2 separate regions of the Arabidopsis thaliana genome follow, and region 1 is linked to region 2. The links are chromatin contacts, called in public capture Hi-C maps. All regions are on one chromosome and are shown on one strand. Each heading gives the region's core, a stretch centred on a gene start, on an enhancer-like site or on the middle of the called end of the contact. The rest is flanking DNA. Distances are from core to core; before and after follow the strand shown.

Region 1 (5,857 bases), core at 1,157-3,656, 230 kb after region 2:
AGCTGGCTCTTGACTGCATTCTTGACCTTCTTCCACCCTCTGGACTCTGCAGCATGGCTAGGGTTTGTAGCTCCTTGAGGGAGAGATGTGTTAGTGATCATCTATGGGAGAAACATTTGAAGACCAAATGGGGCAAAATCCTTGGCCCTGCTGCTCACAGAGAGTGGCAATGCTATATCTCCTCTTCCACATATCATCTTGATTCTCCTCATCATCAAACTGGGAATCTTGGTTTTGCCAAAATCATCTCTCTGATCCGATCTCTTTCATCCGTTTTCCGAGAGGATAAACAAAGGAGGGGATATGCATCTTCTCTGCCACTTGATTCCAGCATGAGCTGCTACCTCTCCCTTGAAACAGGTCGTTTTTGGTTCCCAGCTCAAGTTTACAACCGTGAGGTAATCATTTCATAAACATAGTTGCTCCATTTTTGCTTTATGGATTTGATTAAAGTACTAAGAGGCTTTTTTTTGGTGAAAGAGCAGAATGGACATGTAGGGTTCATGTTGTCATGCTATGATGCGGAGCTCAGCTATGATACTCACACGGATACGTTCCAAGCCAGGTATAAAATATCTAATGTCCACATTTGACGCTAACAAATTTTCTTATTTCTCATCATAAGTTTACGTTTATTGGGGAGTTTAGGTATCCACCACATGGTAGACGAGCATCTGCGATTGAAAAGGGTGTGACATGGGATAGAATAAGAGCAGCTCCCATTGATGCATCACCTCATCTTCTCCATGTATCAGATTCTTTAAAAGAGTTGAAACCTGGAGATCACATCGAAATCCAGTGGAGAAGGAACAAAGAGTTCCCATATGGTAAATAATAATAATATGATGCTTTTGGTTTGAACTTGCAATCTGATTCTGAAAAAAGCTTGTGTGATGTTGTTGTGTAGGATGGTGGTATGGTCTTGTTCGCCACTTGGAATCCTGTGATGGAGATCATAACCATTGCCATTGCCATCTTAGTGGTGAGTTCTCATCTTCATCTTCATCTTCTGTGGTTAAAAAATGGAGTCTTGGTTGGTTGTTTTAAAATTGGCTGTCATATTCTATGCATTACTCATTGTCTCAGCTCATAAAGTCCATTAAATTCCCAAAACATAGTTGAAAAGGGTGAACATTGAAGAGAGCCAATTCAAGCAATGCCTTTTCTTGTTAAGATTGGTCCCAAAACGACAAATGATGATGATAATGTGATGATATGTCTTGATTTTCCTTGACATTTTGATAAATGTGTGTCTTCAGTTGATGTTGAAACCTCCACTTATGTCCTCATCGTTGGAATTTGCATTACTAATGGGTGTGGGGCTCAACAATGATTCTGTCTCTTTATCACTCCAAAAAAATCTCTTATTTTTATCATTTTGCTGGCACATTGCATGACCACATAAAAGTAGAAATCACATCGAAATAGATAATTTTTGGGATTTCTCTCTGCCCACTTGCATCTTGATTTAACCTTTGTCTACTGATAATGTGTTAAACGAGTTTTTGCATTCACATGTTGTACTAAATTGTCAAGTGTTGATGAATGGTAAAAACAGAGACGGTAGTGTTGGAATTCAACCAGTACACAGTCGGATCAAGGTGGAGAAGAACGATGATCATGAGAGATCATAAAGAGGAAGGTAACGAAGAAGACGGGTTCTATGGAGGAATCCGAAAGCTAAATTGTAAAGAAGAGATTGCAATGTGGAAACGTCACTGGCCTTGCTCCATCTTGGAATAGCATTAAAGAAGCTTTGCTTAAACACATGGGGAAAGATATTACACATCACTATACTGAGAGTAGGTTGTTAAATTTAGACGTCTATTCTCTTTTATCCAATGTATGGTTGATCGTGAATTATTTGTTGGGAATAAAGTCTATACGTGAAATTATTGTGTCACTTCGATTTGAGAAATATTGTGTTGTATAGGGAAAACTTAATACAATTGATTTGAATACTCAAAGAGCATTTTGGTTTTGATCTTGTTGCCGCTTGCTATGTCAAGCTCTCCCAGAGTTTCAGGTTTTCTGCTACACCTTCTGATCTCCTCTGAATTTTTTTACATGCCCTATTTAGAAATACACCTTTGTCACAATCAGTATCCAAAGACAAAGTTTCATACTGCCCATTGTCTGTTCCTCATTCCTATCTTGAGTCTTTTTTTCTTCTGCACCTCATCAGTATCATTGCCAAACAAATCATCTGTGGAGACAGAAACATTGAAACCACCTGTTGGGTTTGCATCAAATGAACATGTCGCTGCTCCTGGGAAGGATTGTATTTGAAAGTCAGAATCCTAATCAGAAGAAGAGACAAAAAAAGAAGCTTACCATTGCAGCATTAGTTGCTCCACTCTCAATAAACCCAAACTAAAGATTCTCATCTTCTTGAGAAGAAAGATTCCTGTAGTCATATTTTCCTTGCAACAAAGTAGCAATTCCATCGCCTAACGTTATCTAATAAGTAGCACTTTTGTAACGCTATAAGGAGGATCCTCCTTAGACACATCCTCAATAGTCAATACATAAAGTCATAGATATGTCTCTACACAGCTTCGGGATTCAACGTAGTTAGAAAATTAGTATCTGTAAGTCAAAAACATCACCGAGTAAAAAGAGTCCACCCATTAACTCAAGTCTCAACTTACACTTTGTTTTATTGGTCCCATACCTAAGTATAGAAAACCATTCAGTTGAATCTCCACCGACACCATAATCTGAGTGCAAGAGTCCATACTCTCCATCAGAGAGACTCAAATCCAATTCTCCTTACTGCAACAGCTCAAATTTGGAATCTTTTGTAAAAACCCAGATCAGCGGATCTCGAATGGCGAAGCACACGGCAGCGTTGAAGGTGGGACTAGCTTTACTGGCCCTCAGCATGATTGGCTACATACTTGGTCCACCGCTCTACTGGCACCTCACGGAAGCCTTAGCCGTTTCAGCCACTTCTTGCTCTGCTTGCGTCTGTGATTGCTCTTCGTTGCCTCTTCTCACCATCCCAACTGGTAATCACTATTTCCCTTTATTGGATCTTGCTTGATCGGCTCTAAAGTTTATTCATTTTCCCTGAGACAACGAGAGCAAATTTAGTACCTTTTTCATATTTGGTATTGTTTAGTAGTAGTTGGTGATTGAGTTGCCAGATTGCATGCTTTAGCTTGATGAGGGATTTTGAGTTTGAATCTCTATGCAGATAGATAGACAAGAATTGTGTAGATCTACAAGAATTGTTTTGTTTCTCTGATTATTTGGTTTGATAAGTATATCTGAAGCTATAGTTTTTGGTCATGGAGATTTGAAGTTTGCAGGCTGCTGTTCTTGTTTAAACACCAAGTTTGAGTCTTTGAGATCTGACTTGTGTTGTGATTTAGCTTCTGGTTTACTTGTTCTGGTCATTGTGACTTCTAATAGCAGTGTATGTGGTTTACTCTGTGTTTATCTTTATCTTTATCCATGTATGTGATTCACTCTTAATGAATTCATGGAGGTTGATATGGTTGTCCACAATGCCTTGTGATCATTGCTTCTTTACTATCTACAAACTTCTTTATCTACTATATGTGTATTTTTCGGATGATACCAAAAATAAAAAGCCTAACTCTTTTTACTTGTTTTCATATTGCTGCAGGACTCAGCAATGGTTCATTCACTGGTGAGTTTCTCTGTCAATTGGATTCATCAGTTAAAGAGTTCCCGGAAGAAAACTCTTGACTATGTTTTTAGTAAATGAGTCTTTTAAGAACATCTTGTCTTTTGATGCGCAGATTGTGCAAAGCGTGATCCAGAGGTGAACGAAGACACAGAGAAGAACTACGCTGAACTTTTAACAGAGGAACTGAAGCAGCGTGAAGCAGCATCGATGGAGAAACACAAACGAGTAGACACGGGTCTGCTAGAGGCCAAGAAGATAACATCATCTTACCAAAAGGAGGCAGATAAGTGTAACTCGGGTATGGAGACTTGTGAAGAAGCAAGAGAGAAGGCGGAGAAAGCACTTGTGGAGCAGAAGAAGCTGACTTCTATGTGGGAACAGAGAGCTCGTCAGAAAGGATACAAAGATGGAGCCACCAAGTCAACTGTTAAATCCAAAAGCGGCACTGAGGTTGCTTAAGGACACACCAAAGGTTTTGATTTCTTATCACACGAAAGAAAAGTTTCAGTGTATCTGTGAATTTGATTCATACTATTGTATTTAAGTTTTCTGATGGAGATAAATCAATCAGATGGAATGAAAACATGTAACCAAAACAACAAAGGATTAGTGGATTTTGAACAAAGTTACAACACAATCAAGTCATTACATTGAACTACAACATACTTATTAGGCATAGTGATGAGCACAAAGGCACTCTCTAAACACTCGGCTTCTCCTTTTGGTCTATCTTCACTTTTCTTTCAGGCAAGGTGTATTGTTAGATCATCCAAGTTTTGAGAACCAATGAGGCTGAGATTGTGCTCGTTCGCCAAATGCAGCAAGCAGATGAAACATAGATGTGGTGAGATGTCTTGGGTTCTCTCGGCTGCTTGGCAATCATCTGGGAAGCTAGCCAATAGCACTTTGAAAGATCTACTTTCAGGTGGTTCTTGTTGATGTTCCTCATCCTGCACAATCAGATTCTGTTAATATCATCACAGTAATGGGCAGAAAAGAAGGAAAAGCCATCCTTGGGTTAGTTTCGGCATGGAACCATAAGAAAAAGGTGCACTGCACTAAACAGGAATGTATGTGTGTGGAATTCTAGATTGTATGTTGACAAAACTTGGCTGATGTGAAGTACACGAATGAGTCATGTAAATCATAAGAGAGATAATCAGAGTATATTGGTTAACCTGAATTGGAGGTTGATGAGATTCCTGAAGACACTCCCAAAGAGTTTCCTTTAGCACTTGCACATCAACTTGTTTTGAAGCTTTATCGTATTGGACATCAATTTTGTTGACCTAAAGCATGAGTTGTGTAGGATAATTACAACAATGTTTCATTCCTAAGATAGATAGCTACAGCCTTTTAAAATGATTTGTAATGCTGTAACCATATGCAGATCAATCTATCATACCTGGCGTGGCTGAGAGATTAATGTGTTGGTATCCTCTGCATCACTTTGATCATTTTCATTATCATCGAATGGGCCATCATCATCATCATAAACATTATCATTTCCCCAGGATTCCCCATGTTCATAATCATCAGGCTGCTGTCTTGAAGTTTCACCTGGAATATGCACATAACAAAACAAGTGTAACATAAATATTTTTTTTTCAGAAACCCAATACAGATTTAGTGGTAAATTGTTGAAACCATTTCCTTTGTTACGGAAATTTAATATCAGTAAAGAAAACAAAGACACTGTTATACGCCTCATAAACCGCCACGGATACCAACAAGTGATGATTTTCTTAATGACTGGAAGTGTTACCTGAGTTTTTTCTTCTCCTCCTCCCAAGGCACTGTTATCATTCAGGAGAGTAAATTCAGAAAAGATGACACAAAATGGAAAAGAAAAGATAAAAAAACACAGAAATAATAGCAAACTAGTGACTTGGTCTGTGTTTGGCAAGCCATACCATCACATTCGGTAGTAGAAATAGCTTTATTAGATTCTCAGGTTGATAATGGCAATCCTCTGGAAGCTTCGTTTGACAAGGGGTTCTACTTGCTGGGAGAAGTAAAGTCTTTGGGTTTTTTGGAGGGGCAAAAATATCAGGCATTTCTTCCTCCAAAGCTTTTGCAAAATCTAGTTCAGGCTCTGCTTGCTTCTTTTTCCTGGTTTTCTTCGCTGGTGGAGAGGATTTAATTTCTGAAGCAGGTTGAACATCTGGACCTGCAAAAAGAGTTCAGAGAATGTAAACC
Region 2 (5,859 bases), core at 2,261-4,760:
TTTCTTATATGCATTAGTTAACCTTACTATTTCTCTGTGACAGGTACCCGTCTCTACGTGTTGCTTATATTGACGAGGTTGAGCAAACACATAAAGAAAGCTATAAAGGGGCAGACGAAAAAATTTACTACTCAGCCCTTGTCAAAGCTGCTCCGCAGACCAAATCTATGGATTCTTCTGAATCTGTGCAAACACTAGACCAGGTACAAAAGTTAAAATAATGCTCTAGAATACTTTAAACTTTGGTGCTCAGTTATTTCTGTAAGCGAGGCTCTAGAGTATAAGCATATGAGGATTTTTCAATCTTTATTCTTGTTGCTGATTTTTGTGTGTGTGTGTCTTCTCTTTTTTCATTTGTGGCCATATCGTTGTTCTAGTTTTGGGGACTTAAGTTTATATTTCTTCCTGCAGGTCATATACCGGATTAAGCTACCAGGACCTGCAATACTAGGAGAGGGGAAGCCAGAGAATCAGAACCATTCTATCATTTTTACTCGCGGAGAAGGGTTACAGACAATAGACATGAACCAGGTGCGCCCTATTAACTTTTTCATTTTTTTCTGGGCTGAATGTCCTAGTTAATCACTTTATGCCGGTAGTTAAAATGTTGATTCAAACATTCGATAAACAGGACAATTACATGGAGGAAGCTTTCAAAATGAGGAACTTGCTTCAAGAATTTCTTGTTAAGCATGGAGGCGTAAGAACCCCTACAATACTTGGACTTAGAGAGCATATTTTCACGGGAAGGTAAAATAGTACAATCTTGTACTGCCATTTAGACAGTCAATTTGATCTTGGTGCACAAAATGATATCCTACTCGTCTCGTTTCTTGTGGCAGTGTTTCTTCTCTTGCATGGTTTATGTCGAATCAGGAAAACAGCTTTGTTACTATTGGGCAGAGGGTGCTAGCTAGCCCCTTGAAGTAAGTTTTTTTTACATCTCGTGGTGGAATTCTATGAAGGGAGACCTGGATTTGTAACTTTCATTTTGACTCCTCCAGGGTACGATTCCATTACGGTCATCCAGATGTTTTTGATCGACTGTTTCACCTTACCAGAGGTGGTGTCTGCAAAGCTTCTAAAGTTATCAATCTAAGTGAAGACATATTTGCTGGTACTTGCTTCATCGCCTTTTCTCCGGTGACACATATTATGATCTGTTTCCATACGTTTTTGTTTCGTTCTCTCATACCTTCGCTATTTTCAGGTTTCAACTCTACTCTTCGTGAAGGCAATGTGACTCATCATGAATACATACAAGTTGGTAAAGGGAGAGATGTAGGACTCAACCAGATTTCAATGTTTGAGGCAAAGATCGCTAACGGAAATGGGGAGCAAACTCTAAGCCGTGACCTATATAGGCTGGGGCACCGATTTGATTTCTTCCGCATGCTTTCTTGTTATTTCACTACAATTGGGTTCTACTTCAGTACTATGGTAGGTCATATTCCTTTTTCTTTATCTTATCTCACGATCAGTATGATACATGGGAAGTTTATCTCAGTCTGAAACATTATCTGTGTCTTTCTTACAGTTAACCGTGCTTACGGTCTATGTATTTCTATATGGACGGCTGTATCTCGTTCTTAGTGGTCTTGAAGAAGGATTGAGCAACCAGAAAGCTTTTCGATCCAACATGCCTCTTCAAGCTGCACTTGCTTCTCAATCATTTGTGCAGATTGGTTTCTTGATGGCCTTACCTATGATGATGGAGATAGGTCTTGAGAGGGGATTCCATAACGCCCTAATTGATTTTGTACTGATGCAGTTACAACTCGCTTCCGTGTTTTTCACGTTCCAACTGGGGACAAAAACTCATTACTATGGTCGAACATTGTTTCATGGCGGCGCAGAATACAGAGGCACTGGGCGTGGTTTTGTGGTGTTCCATGCCAAATTTGCTGAAAACTACAGATTCTACTCGCGCAGTCATTTTGTGAAGGGTATTGAGCTGATGATACTCCTGCTAGTGTATCAGATATTTGGCCATGCCTATAGAGGAGTTGTTACATATATTCTGATCACTGTTTCGATATGGTTCATGGTGGTGACTTGGCTCTTTGCTCCTTTCCTGTTCAATCCCTCTGGTTTCGAGTGGCAAAAGATCGTAGATGATTGGACAGATTGGAATAAATGGATATATAACCGAGGGGGAATTGGTGTTCCTCCAGAAAAGAGTTGGGAGTCTTGGTGGGAGAAGGAAATAGGACATCTTCGACACTCGGGAAAACGGGGTATCATCCTCGAGATTGTTTTGGCTTTACGCTTCTTCATCTTTCAGTACGGACTGGTTTATCAACTCAGCACCTTTAAACAGGAAAATCAAAGTTTGTGGGTGAGAGCTCTTACCCATCTCATGTTGCTCTTCTTGTTTTCGAATTCTCTTGGTTTTTAATAAATTGATTCTCAATGTTTCACAGATTTATGGAGCTTCATGGTTCGTGATCTTATTCATTTTACTTATTGTAAAGGTATGATAACTATCACCATGAACATATTCATTCACATTTTGGGTTTCTTAAGTATGAGATACCAACAATCTTTTAATCGATCAAGGTTGTTTACTAAACTGAATGTAACTAATCACAGGGTCTGGGTGTGGGAAGACAACGGTTCAGCACAAACTTCCAGCTTCTCTTCAGGATCATCAAGGGTTTTGTGTTCCTCACATTTCTTGGACTTCTCATTACTTTCTTAGCTCTTCGTTTTTTAACACCCAAGGACATCTTCCTTTGTATGCTCGCTTTCATGCCAACCGGTTGGGGAATGTTACTCGTAAGTTCTCATTCCTCCATTAAACTCCTCCAAATTGTTTTTAATACGTCTTTGTGTTTGTCTTGTTTCTGAGATAGTTGCTGCAATTCATTCAAAACATTCTCTCTTTTCTTTTCAAGATTGCACAAGCGTGTAAGCCTCTGATTCAACGGCTAGGATTCTGGTCATCGGTTAGGACGCTGGCTCGAGGCTATGAGATTCTCATGGGTTTACTTTTGTTCACTCCGGTAGCGTTCCTGGCTTGGTTCCCGTTCGTGTCTGAGTTTCAGACAAGAATGCTCTTTAACCAAGCATTTAGCAGAGGATTGCAGATTTCACGTATTCTTGGTGGTCAGAGAAAAGACCGCTCTTCCAAGAACAAGGAGTGAAACAAAAATCATATAAGCAGAGAACAGTTACACATGTATATAGTTTAATACTATTGAAGACAATTATGCCTCTTTTACTACGTTCTTACAAAGTAATCTATGGTTCTTTAGGAGTTGTGTATTCCGGATTTTGATTTTGTTTCGGTTCGGCTTACTTGGTTCTTAAATCTTCGGTTTAAGGAAATAGCGATAGTGTAGATCGGTTTGGCAAGGTTTTGACTTTTGATTGCATTGGTTCTATTTTGTATTAAATAAAAGATAAGTCCCTGAAATTGTAGTTGTTTTCAAAATACTCAAAATATTTTAGTACGCTTCTAATCTAACCCCAAAAGGAAGAAACTGTATACGACCGGAGGTTCTCAATCGAATACTACACCGGTTCAATTCGATTCTGTTTATAAACCGGTCTCTCGCGATTCAATTCGTCTTCTTTTTCCAATTTCCAGTTCCTTCTTCTTCCATTGTCGAGTTTTCATGATTTTCCCGCAAAACCCTTCTCGTTTATGGGTTTAACCTTCCTGTGTCACCAAAATTTTCTCCGTAACTTATCACCTCCACTTTTTCATATCTGTAATCGCTGAAGGTAAAAGATGAGTACGGTCGATAAAATGTTGATCAAGGGTATAAGAAGCTTCGACCCAGAAAATAAGAACGTTGTTACTTTCTTCAGACCTTTAACCCTAATCGTCGGCGCTAACGGAGCCGGAAAAACTGTAAAGTTCCTTAAACCTTTTCTCTTCTCCTCAGTTCACTCCCATTTCTTCGCCTCCGTAATTGAAAAGTTTGTGGCTATTTCGTGATTTTTGCAGACGATTATAGAGTGTTTAAAGGTGTCTTGTACCGGAGAGTTGCCACCGAACGCGAGGTCTGGTCATAGCTTCATTCATGACCCTAAGGTAAGTCTCTAGTTAGATTCTCAATTCTTACCTAATTTCATGTTTCTGTTGTTGATGAATGTGGAATTCAGGATTCGATTTCGCCTTATAGTAGTATTCAGATTGAAATTTCATTGGTTCCTACTATATAGGTTGCTGGAGAAACGGAGACAAAAGCACAAATAAAGCTGAGATTCAAGACAGCTGCAGGGAAGGATGTGGTATGTATAAGGTCATTTCAGTTGACGCAAAAGGCTTCAAAGATGGAGTACAAGGCTATTGAGAGTGTGCTTCAAACCATTAATCCTCACACTGGAGAGGTTGCACTTATCTCTTGTTATTAATCTTTCATTTGGTTTCTTCTCTCCCTTTTTTTAGCTATGTATTAGTATCTTGATTTTGGTTTGAAGGTCTCGAGCTAAGTGTTAGACTATCTATATTCCCTACAAGTTACAACGTTTGTTTTGTCTGCATATAGAATGATTTGATACCTTGTTTTTGTGAAGAAAGTCTTAACGCACAGCCTCATTGGAGTTTCTAATGTTGTTTTGTTATTTATTCCTCCATTTTTTTGCATGAGTTCCATCTAGATCATTTCTCTTTCTTATTTTGTCCACATACATTGTCAAATTGCAGAAAGTATGTCTCAGCTACAGATGCGCTGACATGGATAGGGAGATACCAGCTTTGATGGGTGTGTCAAAAGCTATTTTAGAAAACGTCATATTTGTGCATCAGGATGAGTCTAACTGGCCACTGCAAGATCCTTCTACTTTGAAAAAGAAGTTTGATGATATTTTCTCAGCCACCAGGTAGTTTCTGGCTCACCACCAACATTTCTCTTAAATCATCAGTTCCTTGCTGTATTTTGTTGTAGAAGAAACCGAATCCCAGAAAATGTAACATGTGTGTTTAACATGAAACAGATATACAAAGGCTCTGGAAGTTATTAAGAAACTTCACAAGGATCAAGCTCAGGAGATAAAAACTTTCAAGTTAAAATTGGAAAATCTGCAGACCTTGAAAGACGCAGCTTATAAGGTATGTTAGACTTTAACTTGTTTGACATTGATTTTTCTTTTCTTTTTCAGTATCCGACCCTGGTCTCTCACGCATAATTTTTTTTTTGTTAAGTCAAAGGAACAAAATTAACACTAACGTCGATTGTTTTAATTCTGAAAGTAATTATAGAGTATTGTATACATATGGTATGCATTTCTTAGGTTGTGTGGGCTATTCTTATGCCATGATAATTCCTATACAGCTTCGTGAGAGCATTGCTCAAGATCAAGAAAGGACAGAATCTTCAAAAGTTCAGATGTTGGAACTGGAAACCAGTGTTCAGAAAGTTGATGCTGAAGTTCATAATAAGGAAATGATGTTAAAAGATCTGAGAAAGCTCCAGGACCAAGTATCAATAAAAACTGCGGAAAGGAGCACCTTGTTTAAGGAGCAGCAGAGACAGTATGCAGCATTACCTGAGGAAAATGAAGGTTTTCTCTTTTACTATCACAATGTTAAGGTCCTTTCTGCCTTTTAGTAGTCTGTCCGTTTTACAGATTGAGTCCCTGCATTTGTATGAATTTACTTTTGCCTTTCTGTAAAGGTATCTCACATTTTGTTATTTCTTCACGTAGATTAAATTTGTTGGTGCTTGTAATATTTGTTGTTCAGATACTATTGAAGAATTGAAAGAATGGAAAAGCAAGTTTGAAGAAAGACTTGCTCTTTTGGGGACCAAAATTCGAAAAATGGAGAGAGAGATGGTTGACACAGAAACTACAATTTCTTCGCTTCACAATGCAAAAACTAACTATATGCTGGAGATCAGCAAGCTA

What was found. Capture Hi-C pulls out chosen DNA fragments and counts their contacts.
Region 1: a contact with region 2 is called in a capture Hi-C map of seedling, with 1.8 times the contacts expected there. The contact joins the promoter of AT2G32580 here to the promoter of RAD50 in region 2.

Annotation. Positions count from the first base shown.
Region 1 is chr2:13,825,019-13,830,875 of TAIR10.1, forward strand. AT2G32580 (transmembrane protein, putative (DUF1068)) reads left to right here and starts at 2,407. Exons shown (of 3, transcript NM_128817.5): 1 at 2,407-3,011; 2 at 3,635-3,658; 3 at 3,771-4,299. The coding sequence starts at 2,831. The coding sequence ends at 4,117. It overlaps AT2G32560 (F-box family protein), which reads left to right. Exons shown (of 5, transcript NM_179860.2): 1 at 1-398; 2 at 486-565; 3 at 649-827; 4 at 908-982; 5 at 1,559-2,242. The coding sequence ends at 1,743. EMB2795 (condensin complex subunit) reads right to left here. Exons shown (of 13, transcript NM_128818.3): 9 at 5,572-5,828; 10 at 5,424-5,454; 11 at 5,064-5,218; 12 at 4,837-4,947; 13 at 4,272-4,608. The coding sequence ends at 4,402.
Region 2 is chr2:13,596,921-13,602,779 of TAIR10.1, forward strand. RAD50 (DNA repair-recombination protein (RAD50)) reads left to right here and starts at 3,511. Exons shown (of 27, transcript NM_128757.4): 1 at 3,511-3,859; 2 at 3,956-4,042; 3 at 4,174-4,341; 4 at 4,658-4,833; 5 at 4,948-5,062; 6 at 5,286-5,514; 7 at 5,696-5,859. The coding sequence starts at 3,737. GSL03 (glucan synthase-like 3) reads left to right here. Exons shown (of 43, transcript NM_179847.3): 34 at 44-203; 35 at 412-531; 36 at 632-750; 37 at 843-926; 38 at 1,005-1,117; 39 at 1,211-1,440; 40 at 1,538-2,338; 41 at 2,424-2,474; 42 at 2,593-2,778; 43 at 2,898-3,510. The coding sequence ends at 3,146.